2 separate regions of the Ovis aries genome follow, and region 1 is linked to region 2. A link is a contact called in public Hi-C data. All regions are on one chromosome and are shown on one strand. The core of a region is the stretch at or near the end of the contact, and the rest is flanking DNA. Distances in the headings are between cores, read along the strand shown.

Region 1 (6,894 bases), core at 4,291-6,790, 290 kb after region 2:
TGCCATTGATCTGTCAGCAAGCAAACGCTCAATGCTAAGGCAGGGATATGGAATTAAAAAGGATCTCCACCCTCCAAAACTCAGAATCTACACATGGTCATCAAAATTTCCTGAAGAGAGAGCAATAGAGTATAGTGGAAAGAGTTTGGACTTTAAGGCAATAAAGAGCTAGTTTTTCAGCCTTGGTACCACTGCTTTCTTAGCTGTGTGGCCTTGGGTAAGTTACTTAACCTTTCTGTGTCTCAGTTCCCTTTTCTGAAAATGAGGTTAATAATACCTACCTCCAAGGGTTGTTGAATGTCTTCAGTGATGGTCTTTCTACCTCAGCACATTTGGGACTGAATAACTGTTTGATGTGGGGGACTGTCCTATCCATTGGAGGAGGATTAGTAGCATCACTAGCTTCTTCTACACCTTAAATGCCAATATCTACCCTTCCCCCAAGTTATGACAACCAAAAGTGTCTCCAGAGATTGCCCAATACTCTCTGGGGGCCAAAATTACCCCCACTGAGAGTTGCTGGATGAAATTAATTGAAGGGGATGCATACAGTAGACATAGAGGGCTTAGAACCTTATTAGGAGTCCATAAACTTTACAGTTGATTGTTACATATCAGTAGTGATAAATCAGAAATCAGTGTAGCAGTGCATAATAGACTGCTACAAAAAACAGAATTGCCTGAAGGCTTTCAGAATTCCCAGGAACTCTTGGGTTCTCTTATTCCCTCTGAAGTTATTTGCTTATATTCAGATTAGATAAAAGTGGGAAATTGAGATACCCTTCCAATTGTAAGCTAATTTTGATTTAGAGGCAGAACTCTGTTTTTATATTGTGGAACCATTCTTACTCCTTTTGCACTGAAATGACATCTGAAAGCTCAGTTTTTCAGTCCTTCTCATTTTCAGCTCATCACTAGTGGTATATTCTTAATAACTGTATCCAGCTGGAGTCTGGCACCCTGAAGGCTCTTCCGTGACTTAAAAGTACTTCCTCGTACTTTTAAGGGAAACCTTGCGTGTGTGTGTCACTCAGTCATGGCCGACTCTTTGCGACCCAATGGACTGTAGCCTGCCAGGCTCCTCTGTCCATGGAAATCTCCAGGCAGACATACTGGAGTAGTTTGCTAGTTCCTTCTCCAAACCAAAGCCTTAAGGATCCTCAATCTGTACAAAGCAGGAGCTTATTAATGCCACTAATGAACTGGAACAATTATGATTAATATTCAAAATATAACTTTGTCATGAATGTGAAAGCCAATGAATCTGGGATTTTCTAAAATTGATATTTATAAAACTCATTATTTTTTAGTTATTTTTTAGGTGTTTTACATTTTTCCTGCTGAAGCCTTTTTAGAAACAAGAGAATTTATAACACCAGATTAAATTTTCATTGATGATATCCTGAAAGCCAGATGTTCTCTGTAGAATTAAAACTGTGGTTTAGTATATTTGAACCCTAAGAAAATTTTCTTTAGATGAAGTCTATACCAATCTATGTACTACATAAAAGAGTTCCATTTAGAAAGGGAATAGAGCGCAGTAAGTAGAACAGTAAGTTATCTACTTATTTGTAACTATTTCCCCCATGATAGTTTAAAATCTGTAAATCAAGAGAATGTTTGAAATAGAAAAAATAGAAGAGAGAGTAGGTGGGAATTTGTTATTGTATCTGGGAACTAAAAGCAGTTCAGAATATATTGGCTGTCAAAGTCTAAAAGGTTATTTCTTCTTAAAGTTTGATATTTGACAGAAGTCAACATCCAAGTTTACCTGGGGGAAAAAATCCTCCCTCCACCCCGGTCTTGGAAGAGTTTCTCATTCAAGGGCTCACAGAATTATTACTGAATGACATCATGGTCATTATTTTCAGCTATAATTTTTTCAAAACTATCTATTTGATGGTCATTTCTCATACCAATTTGGAGAAGGAAATGGCAACCCACTCCAGTATTCTTGCCTGGAGAATTCCATGGACAGAGGAGCCTGGTGGGCTCCAGTCCATGGGGTTGCAAAGAGTCAGACACGACTGAGCAACTATCACTCACTCACTCTTATATCAATTCATAATTAAAGCCAAGGACACAACATGCGTTCACATGAGTTACTCAGGGACACAACATGAGTTAGGACACAACACAAGTTACTCAAGGGAGGCTGTTCAGCCTGGGAAACTAAAATAGAAGAATTACCAGGTTTAGAGTTTCCTTTCTGTTTCGTTTTAATTTGCCCTATATAGACAGAGTCTATGAGATCTTGTTGTTTAAGACACCATGATAGCTACTTATTGATCCACAAGTTCAATGTGATTGGTGAAACTATGGTGATTAATCTGTATGGTCAAAAGGACAACCAATACCTAGTTCAGTGACTCTGGCTCACTGGCCTCTGTAGCCTGCATCCCTTAGCCTACATCCCTGTATCTCCTAGAGTGACTGGAACCTGCTTACTTCAAAAGCTGTAGAGAGGCAGCACTGATGAAATGATGCAAAACACTTTGGAATTCTTATTGCTCAAAAATTACATTTAGTGATGTATATGAAAATCATCTAAATCCTTTCTGGAATAAAGTGTTGTTGTTATTCGGTCACTCAGCTGTGTCTGACCTCTTTGGGACCCCATGAACTGCAGTATGCCAGGCTTCCCTGTCCTTCACTATCTCCCAGAGTTTATTCAAAATCATGTCCATGGTGTCAATGATGCTATCCAACCATCTCATCTTCTGTTGCTCCCTTCTTCTCCTCCTGCCCTCAGTCTTTCCCAGCATCAGGGTTTTTACAATGAATCAGCTCTTTGCATGAGGTATCTAAAGTATTGGAGCTTCAGCATCAGCATCAGTCCTTCCAATGAATATTCAGGGTTGATTTCCTTTAGGATTGATTGGTTTGATCTCCTGCAATCCAAGAGACTCTCAAGAGTCTTCTTCAGCACCATAATTCAAAAGCATAAAAGTTCTTTGGTGCTCAGCCTTCTTTATGGTACAACTCTCACATTTGTACATAACTCTTGGAAAAACCATAGCTTTGACTATATAGACCTCTGTCGGCAAAGTGATGTCTCTGCCTGTTAACGCAGTCTCTAGGTTTGTCATAACTTTCCTTCTAAGGAGCAAGCATCTTTTTATTTCCCTGGCTACAGGCACTGTCCTCAGTGATTTTGGAGCCCAAGAAAATAAAACCTGTCATTGCTAACACTTCTTCCCCTTTTATTTGCCAAGAAACGATGGGACAAGATGCCATGATCTTAGTTTTCTGAATATTGAGTTTTAAGCCAGCTTTTTCACTCTCCTCTTTCACCCTCATCAAGAGACTCTTTAGTTCCTCTTTTCTTTCTGCCATTAGAGTGGTATCACCTACATGTCCAAGGTTTTTTATATTTCTCCCAGCAATCTTTGTTCCAGCTTGTGGTTCATCCAGTCCAGCATTTTGCAATAAAGTGTATATCATGCTAACTAAAACATATCAAATTGACAAGTATGTATCAGAATTTTCATCTAAACAAATCTGACAGTCACAAAGTTTTACCTAAAGCTAATTGAAATTTTTATAATAACAAATTAAGTTTACCATGATCCTGTTTTTTTTTTCATGATCCTGTTTTACAAGAAAAAGTGTATGCTGTATATACTTACTTGCTGCATAAACAATATGATGCATCTCAGAAAAATCCTATAAAATGGTATATTTTATTTTCACTGTTGTTCCATTCCCCATATGAAGAAATTGAGGTACAGAAGGTTAAAGGCCATGCCCAAATTCAAGAAATAGAGCTAGAATTTGAACAAACCTAGTGATTTGGTTCCAGAGCTTTTAATCGTGGTGCTCTGTGTGTACCTGGATCATACAGAACAATTTTGTTTGTTTAATGGGAGTTATTTTTTATAATTTATCCAGTTGCTTCTCTGTTTAGGTGAAAACTGGGGCTTGTTACAAAGAACCTGTTTCTTCTTTATCTTCATTTCTTCAGAATCTGTTGAGTGGTCTCTTCATTGTAGGATTATAAACTAAGTCGGTATCCATGGAGAGAAAGGAGAGAACAAGATCTTTTCCTTTTTCATTTGAGATTCAGCATAGTTAGAATCTATTTGATGACTCAAGATGACCCCAGTTGAAATGCTCAAATATGGCACAAATGGTCCCAATGGAGAACCAGACACACTATGAGAGGAAAAGTCCAATGTCAATATCTTCTTCTGGGTGGGAGACAGGCCACTTTGCAGCTGAAACTGGAAGGTAGTCTTTTCCTGCTCATCATAGGATGCTGGGCAGGTCTTGGCAACTACTGGAGAAATGTTGGAAATCCAACTGTAATGCCCTATCCGCCAAGACCAAGGAGTGAGCTTCATCTTCTTCTGGGACTTGCCATGACCTGAGCAGAGACCTATTCCGACAGGGTGATGATTGCAGCAGTGCACCAGGATGCATCAGACCCTGTGGGAGGACCTTTTGCTCTAGTAACACAATGTTGTGGTGACTGAGGCTGCTGCAGCAGAAAATAAGTAAGGCATGTGACAGTTTACTGGTCACGTCCTCCATATTCTCCATCTTTCTGTCTTTGGAAACAGAAATGACCCCTTTGGATGACATAAACCCTGGGCTTCTTGGACAGTTGGCGGTGAAGGAAGAGACACGTACCGTAAACTAGAGTGACTTTCTGACTCCATTGCACAAATGATTTTGGAAAGCCTATAGCATTTCAGCTCTATGCCAGGAAGGGGAAAAAGTTGTAGAATTCTCCTGCAACTTTCAAAGGGTTTCAATGGGTTGTTACTTAAACTGACAAAACAAAGCATTAGTTGCCTGGGCCAAGAGTAAATGACCAGTGTCCATGTCTCTCTTTCATTTATTCTGGATTCTGCAAAATCACAGCAATTCCGTAAATCTTCTTCAGCAATCTGTTTTGCCCCTACCCCAGGCCTGTGTTGTTCCCTCATTCCCAGTTTTAGGATATAGTTACAAAGATGCCCTGTCAGGAGCAGCCAAAAAATAATTTCCATCAGGTAATTTTAAACATTTCATCCATAATCAGCTTCCTCTGCCACTAGTTAGTTCATTAGAATTTAATATTCTTAAATAAATCCTGTAAATGTTACGTACCTTATGCAAGTGCCACAGTTATACAGCATTTAATTTTTTGCAGATTAAAAGCAATATTTTTTAAATGTAGAAATGAAAGATAAAATATAATTTCTAAAACTCTAATTTGACTTTTTTTTTTCTTTAAAAGAACCAAAACAAAAAACTCCAACACTAGAAGCCTCCAAAATGGAAGTGTCTCAGTCCTATTTCTCCAGAGGACCCTGCAAACTCTCCACTGCTCACAGAGGCCAGGCAAAGGAAGACCCTGGAGGAGCAGCAGTTCTCACAGCCCTGTCAACACAGTGCTCTCCCCAAACCAGAGCAGGAGCTCCACTCCCCTTGCGCCTGGGCTGAGGGGTACTCCTCCTGTTTCCTGTCAGATGACCTGCATGCCCTCAGCACTACTGAGGAACAGAAACCTTGAACCTTTCTGCACCTGCCTAGTGCTTGGCACTGTGGGAACCCAGCAACTGACAGCTCCCTGGAGGGGAGCCAAGCCTAGTGGAACACCCAGTCCCACGCTGCAGGCTGCTGGCCAGCTCAGAGCCCGCCGCCAGCTGCGATTGCACTGCTATGTTTTTCAAGGCCCAATTTGGTCATGATTCTAATTGTCTTTAGGAATTCTTTTCCTTAACACCTATCGAATAACAAAGCAAATGACTCTTGGAAATTATTTGTCTGTTCCAAAATGGGGTTACATTGTACCCTGCTCACTTTCAAGAAAGTGAAGATTAAAAGAATGATAAAAAACAGACTTAGAGGTCTGGGGAAAAAAAAATGTGAACTGAATAGCGATTTAATCATCTGAATATGTTCTCACACAAATCCAAACAAACCTGACGCTTGTAACAATCTGGATTATTCAAGAAAAATGGAATATTTTTCTGGAATCTCTTTCTATGTTCACTGATAATTAAATTTAAAATATATTTGCATTTTCCTGTGTAATAAACTTTAGATCATCTCACTTTAAAGATTGCTGTCTATCAGAGACCATGGCGTAGGGGTTCAGAGCTTTTCCACTGGGAGCTGAGATTTCCTCATTTGTAAAATGGGGGAAACAAGAGCTTTTATTATACAGGGTTGTAGTAAGAATTAAATGAATCGATACAAGCGAAAAATGTAAAACATTGCCTGACATAAGGTAAACTCAAAATAGTGTGTTTGAGTGTTTCAAATTTTATATCCTTACATAAGTGATTCTCTGAAAGCTGAAGTGGTCCTTCCACGTTTTTTTTTTCCTTTTTTTTTTTTACATGAAAGAATGTAATGGGCATGGGATAGTTCTTTTAATGTACATCTTCTCACCAAGTTTTGTTTTTATTTACTTCCTTCAAAAGTAAGGGAAAATAAAACACAACAATAAGAAAACAACCCAATTTAAAAAGCAAGCCAAATATCTGAACAGATACTGCACCAAAAAAGATATACAGATGGCAAATAAGCATATGAAAAGATGCTCGTCATCATTTGTCATTAGGGAATTGCAAATGGAAACAACCAGGAGATACCGCTGCTCACCTTCTAGTGTGGCTGAAATCCAAAAACCTGACAATACTATATCTTGATGAGGATTGCTGGTGGGAGTGCAAAAGAGTACAGCCACCTTGGAATACAATTTGACAGTTTGTTACAAAGCTAAATACACTCTTACTAGACAACCTAGCAATCACATTTCTAGGTATTTATCCAACTGATTTAAAGACATATTCACACAGAATCTGCATGCAATATGTGTAGTCATTTTATTCATAATAGCCAAAACCTGAAGTAAACAAGGTTTATTTCAGTTGGCAAGTGGATAAACAAATTGTGGTA
Region 2 (6,277 bases), core at 1,457-3,956:
CATTGAGTGGCTCCCCCAGCAGCAGACAGACTTCTTTTGGAGCCACATCATAGCTCTTTCCCTGAGAGAAATCCCTTATCAAATAGCATGACTAATGCTCCAAATCAAAACTTCCATTACCTTGCTTAGAAAAGTCCTTCCTTCCAAAAAAAAAAAAAAAAAACCCACTTACACAAGGGAGCTCTATTTAGCACAGCTTCTCTGAAAAACCCAAAGTGAAAGTTGCATGTGTTGTGTTACCACAAATTAAACCAATACCACCTTTTCCTTTCCATAGTCCTACCTTTGGCTGTCACCAACAGTAAGAGCAGGACAGCAGACTTGCATTCTGCAGAGGGGAACAACTTTACTTATAAAATACGAAAAATAAGTGGCCTGTGTAATTTGTTTAAACTGTGAAATTTGAGATCCAAAGATGGAAATCAGTGACCCAAAATCTTGAAGCATTAACAGCATCAAGTTCAACCTGTTTTTGCACTCTGATATCTGCAGCGGTTTTTTACCAGGCTTCCTTGATAAGTGCCTTTTGCTTGAAAGGGAGCAAAAGAGGGTAGTTATAACTTGTGCAGGTTCTACCGCAAAACTCACCTGTTGTATTTGGACAGTCTACTGCTGCTGCTAAGTCGCTTCAGTCGTGTCCGACTCTGTGCGACCCCATAGACGGCAGCCCACCAGGCTCTACCGTCCCTGGGATTCTCCAGGCAAGAACACTGGAGTGGGTTGCCATTTCCTTCTCCAGTGCATTAAAGTGAAAGTGAAGTCGCTCAGTCGTGCCTGACTCTTAGTGACTCCATGGACTGCAGCCTACCAACCAGGCTCCTTCATCCATGGGATTTTCCAGGCAAGAGTACTGGAGTGGGGTGCCATTGCCTTCTCCAGGACAGTCTACTAGGGATAAAGAACTCACTAGCTTATTTAATCTTACTGGAAGTGAGTTGAAATAGTTAACACTGGAAAAATAAGGTTACAATGAAAAATCTTGCAAATGTTAAATCCTTTCATTTTGTGCCAAGTATTTTTTTTTTTTAAATAGGGCTTATCTGGTTGTCTTTTGACTTTAAAAGACCTTTTTTTTTTTCCTTAGAAACTATGTCTCATGCATTTGCTGTTAGTTTCACAGGTAAGCTTAAAGTCCTTATGTGAGCATTTCAGGACCTAAGCTTCTGACAGTAAGACAAGGACCACACGTCTCACTGTGGGTTTTCTGCAGTGACTTTACATCTTACCTTGAGTATGTCACAGTTTACCTGTGAAAACATGACTTGATAAACTGTGTATTTTCCAGATTGCTGATTCCAGGGATGACTTAAGGAGGTTTGATAGTTCAGGAAACAACCCTGTGTTTTCAGCAACTGTTAATAATCCAAGAATGCCAGTGTCACAAAAGGTAAGTGTCCCTTTTCCCTCCAAAATGGGACAAAGAAGGATTGTTGTGAAATTGACTTTACAAATCTTTCAATGTGCATTACAAAGTTACTTTTACACTATAGCAGGGATATAATCAGGATAAAGGTGTAAGTGTTCACTAGGTAATCAATGTTAGAAAAAAGTATTGTTCGGCTAACAGCTTGAAGGAATCACATAGAAAAGCATTACTTTTCCCCCCTTTCTATTTGATGCCAAAAAATTGGATTCCAAAATTTTTACTCTCTCTTCTATTTGTTTTCACTAGTTTATGCCAAACCTAGAATTAATGTAACGCCTCTCTTCTCTGCTGTATTTTAAAATGGAACACTGAATTTCTTTTGAGCACCATTTTCAAAAACGAGTTAATGCTAAGTGATAACAGAAAAACCTACACATACATAAAAATTTCCTCTGATTTACTTGAACTTCCCATACCATGCATGTTTCAGAGACAGAATGTCCTTTGCAAGCAAATCAGAATGTCCAATAGAAGAGCCAAGATGCCCATAGAGTTCCTTACCCTCTTGAAATAACTTTTATGATTGGTTAATAAATGCCAAAAGATGAGGTGGCCCAGTATGGTACTACTGAGTGAATGGAAACAATAAAAATACTTCTTACCCAGTAGTGCTTTCGTGAGGCGGTCCATTTTGTAAGACGTGTTTAATAATGTGCGGTTTGCTCACCAAGCTATGTCCATTGTGGTTCACGTCCCCTCACATGGCAGCTGACACAGACCTGTGGGGAGAGGGAGTGCAAAGAGCAGGATTAAACAGTGAGCATGGTGAGACTATCCCATTATTAATCCCCCTCTGCCAGCCCTGGGCTCCCGTCCCCTGCTTTCTCACAGCTTCAGTAGCTTTCAGTCCTGACTAGTTTCCTGTGAAGCTGTGTGAGCTGTGTATATTGGGGGAAATATTAACAAGGCTGGGGTCTTATATAAAAATATACAACATGACAGTCTACAAAGAAGAGCATGACCTGTCTGGCTTACTCTGTATAGTATTTGTTCCGCTCCGCGATTCCCCCTCCCCCTCCCCCGCCACCCCCAATTAGGAATGGCTTAGAAGCACAGCAAAATAGTTGGGAGCAGATAAGAATGACTGAGGAGGTGACACCTGGGGTCCCTGCTGATAATTCTGGTTCTGGATGGAATACATTTTTGTTCAGGGGCTGTCCCTGAGCTATGGTTCAGAACACATTCCTTGGGCCTGCCTTCTATTTCTTTGCCCACTGAGCATTCTAAGGACTATTCCCTGATGATTGTTTTCTTCGAACCTGCCACCAGAGGGCGAAGTAGTACTCATTTGGCATTTGCCAGATTCCTGAACCCTTCATAGGCTCAGGCCTTTTCTATCCTGATAAAGACAGTGAGCATTTCTTGGTTAGATGCCCAGTTTCTTCTGTTATCAGGAAGTAATTCACTTTAGGAGGAAAAGCTGTCTGTGTTAGCTGAAATCACTTTCTCCTATGTGGTCAGAGAGGGGCCTGTTAAGCAGCATGTCAGCCAGCCTTCTTAAACAGAAAAGCCCATGTTTACATAAATACATATTTAAATCATCCATAGAATATAAAATAATAAATGTTTTCTTCTTATGGAGATGAAAATTCAGTCCCCTAAAGCATAAATTCCCTTTTTGGTTGCATCATGAAAACTATCTGAGGATTTGTTTTTTAATCCCTTGTACCTGGACCACATGCCCTAGAGGTTCTGATGTAACTGGTCTAAGGTACAACCTGGACGTTGGAGTTTTTAAAAGCTTGGTGACTTTCATGTGCAATCAGGGCTTGGACCTGTTCTGTAGCACATACCTTTGATCCATCATTCATATTTTCTACCCGGTTTCTTTCCAAATTATGTCCTTGAACTTCACGTAACTTATGTTTACATATAATTTACTATTTCAGACCATCCACTACACCTCCCCATGTTCACCCTTCCTCCTTTCCCACTTCACCACTCACTTGAGTTCTGCTGATTGGTGAGCACGAAGGGGGACCTCCCCAGGTGAGCTCATGATCAGGGAAACGTGAGTAAAAGGTCTTACTGCAGCGTCATGAGCCGCACTTACCTATCCACCTCTGTTTCCTGATGGGCAGAAAGAGGCCTGGACCAGGTGATCAGAAGGGTTCAGAAGTACTAGAAGAATGCTAGCATGCAGTTTCCAAGAATTAAAGATCTTGAGCTCCCTAATTGCAGACTCATCACCAGGAGACAATTCACTACGGCAGAAGCTCCCTTAGCACAAGGATGGTGCCCTTTTACATTCTCTGCTGTCACCCAAGCACCAAGAACAGTGCTTGTCTGATAAACATTCAGAATATGTGAGTAATAGTCCCGTTAGATCTAAAGGCAGAAAAACTCAGTGACACATTCAAGGTAAAGGTGTTGCACTGTAGAACTGCTTACAAATGGTTGGAACAGTCCAGTTTGATTTCCTCAGGCCTAAGACTTCATACAACTTCTGTTGACGAGGAGACTCCAGACTCAGGCACTAGTGTCACTGACTCCTGTATCTGGCATACCACAAAGGACCTAGTGGAGATCAGACAGTGAGTCTGTAGGACATTAAGTATTCAACTTCTCTCCTCCCCTTTTTTTCCCCCCATGAGAACCTATGTTAAGGGAGAAACTCATACATACTTGTACAGGAACAGAGAGGAGGAAGTTAGTACTGATCACAGAACTTGGGAACAATATCAAATTAAGCTGTTCTGTTTTCCTTTCTTACAGGAGGTCAGTCCTCTCAGCAGCCATCAAATGACCGAACGCAGCAACAGTAAATCAAAGACTGAGTCGGGTGTTTCAAGAGTTAAATCTTTTCTTCCTGTTCCTAGAAGTAAAGTCACCCAGTGTTCCCAGAACACCAAAAGAAGCAGCAGCAGCAGTAATACAAGGCAAATAGAAATAAACAACAACTCAAGAGATTTGGAACCTACGCAAAAATGAACAAGTAGAAAAATCTAACAAATAGGCCTGCCTACAGTATTCTCATTCTTCTGTATATTTCACACAGAAACCAAGGACAACAAGATGTAAATACCTTTAAATGAATCAAATGTTTTCACTGCAATATAAAGGATGAGTGCGGGACCACTATTCAATTTTTTGTAAAGAATGTATTTATAACCAACCTTTTTTTTTTTCAATTCTGTCAAATTGAACTGCAATACCAAGAAGTTATACCCACTTTTCAAGTAGTTTTATAATAGAGAAGTCATAAGAGTTTTACTCAAGATGTTCAGGGGTATTAAAACAACCGTCTGTGTACTGTATATCTATACATATGTACATATGTACATTTAAGAAAGCTATGCATCATTGCATACTACATTAAAAATGTGTACAGCATTGGCTTAGATAACATGTATCATTTTAAAGAGATCATAATTTTATGTTCACTTGATGACAAATGACTAGAATGGGGCAATAACATATCATTTCTAAACAGTTACTTTTCTTAAAAGCCATATTAAGTATTTTGCCTGTTAAACTATAGTTTTCAGTTTCAAAACTTTTAATGGTTGCATCATGTATATTTATGCTTATGAGTTTGCATTATGACTCCTGTAAATATGAACTTATATAATGCAATAAAAGTGTTATCTTTCTTACAAAAGTTTTGTACCTACGTAGATATAAAAAAGAATAACTGTAAATGCTTCAATAAATAAGTTAACTCCCTCTTCTAGTGGCACAATTGATATTTTCTAGACTTTCTTCTCAAATTACTAATTAAATAACTAAAAGTTATATGCCTTGACACCAAATAAAATATTGAATTAGTGAAATAACTTTGCTGTAGTTTTTATCTATTGCTGTTAGTAGTTAATCCATGCAAAAGATACTTGTGTTCAATTTAGAGCCATTTCAACTGGTCCTCCATGTTTGCATTTCAGTAGCTATTCAGAGAAAGATTTTGTTACATAGTATCAGTTGGTTTAAACTAAAATAAACATTTCAGTGGAGCTCTTGGAATGAGGTGCTCATTGAAAACAAATTTTTCATATTTACCAAAAAAAAGTATAATTATATACCAACAATCATTTGCTTATCTTAGAGTCTTTAAAGTCCTTTCTTGGCCAGAATGGTTATTTAAAATATACACATGTGCATGAAAACTATATTACATTTTGCAAGTATCTTTAAAAAAATATATAGTGAAGTGGAGGAAGAATCAAGGAAGAGATCCATTCCAGGACCTGTCAGCCCAGGCTTCATCTCTGCCATCCTTGGGTGTACAGCATGGACCTTGTAACAGGAAGCAGAACTAGAGCAAGGGACTGAGGGTAAGTAGGAGAAAGGCTGGAAGAAATAGGCTTGAACACAATAACGCCTTTGAGCTGGACTTAAATTCTTGGTGCCCTGGGGGTATTTGATACTCTCAAGTGTTTCACAGAAAGACATTAATCTTGGGGACAAAACTCAATGCTCTCCATATCCTAGACCAGCATACCCAGGTTGAGGTGGCTCTGCTGCATGCTGTCCTGCTAATATACCCTTCATATTGAATTTTATTTTTTAGTGATAAGGCATTGTTTTATATGAGCAATTTTGCTGAAGATATAGATCTCATTATTATAGTCAAGGACCAGAAAAGAGAAAAAAATAAATTTGGAATACATTATTAAGATGACATCTAGTAGCCTATCCATATAGTTTTGATTGCTTAGTGATTCAACACGTATACTTACATAATTGGATAGTAGACTGCAAGATGTCTAAAGAGGGCATTTAGACTAGGAGTTTCCAAAATACATATGAAAACCTAGTAATGGGTCATTTTATCAATTTAGGGAATCACAACTACAATTTTTTGAAAATAGGATAGAATAGAAAATATCAGAGCACATCATGGTATCAAAGTCA

The links. A called contact is a pair of places that touch in the nucleus more often than the background predicts.
Region 1: a Hi-C map of mixed tissues shows a contact between it and region 2, with 3 times the contacts expected there. The contact joins two enhancer-like sites. A contact is called at or near these places in 5 of 16 Hi-C or Micro-C datasets (hypothalamus, liver, mixed tissues and 2 more).

Annotation. Positions count from the first base shown.
Region 1 is chr4:52,441,776-52,448,669 of ARS-UI_Ramb_v3.0, forward strand. No RefSeq gene overlaps it. Among named protein-coding and RNA genes, the nearest start is that of CFTR, 7.6 kb to the left of the region's middle. Within about 2 kb of position 5,541, at least 12 of the 54 cell types and tissues checked have an H3K27ac peak or open chromatin away from gene starts, as enhancers often do.
Region 2 is chr4:52,156,050-52,162,326 of ARS-UI_Ramb_v3.0, forward strand. CTTNBP2 (cortactin binding protein 2) reads left to right here. Exons shown (of 23, transcript NM_001195311.1): 22 at 1,286-1,387; 23 at 4,142-5,196. The coding sequence ends at 4,357. It overlaps LOC121819401 (a long non-coding RNA gene), which reads right to left. Exons shown (of 8, transcript XR_009600407.1): 4 at 3,818-3,943; 5 at 2,029-2,145. Among named protein-coding and RNA genes, the nearest start is that of CTTNBP2, 170 kb to the left of the region's middle. Within about 2 kb of position 2,707, at least 8 of the 54 cell types and tissues checked have an H3K27ac peak or open chromatin away from gene starts, as enhancers often do.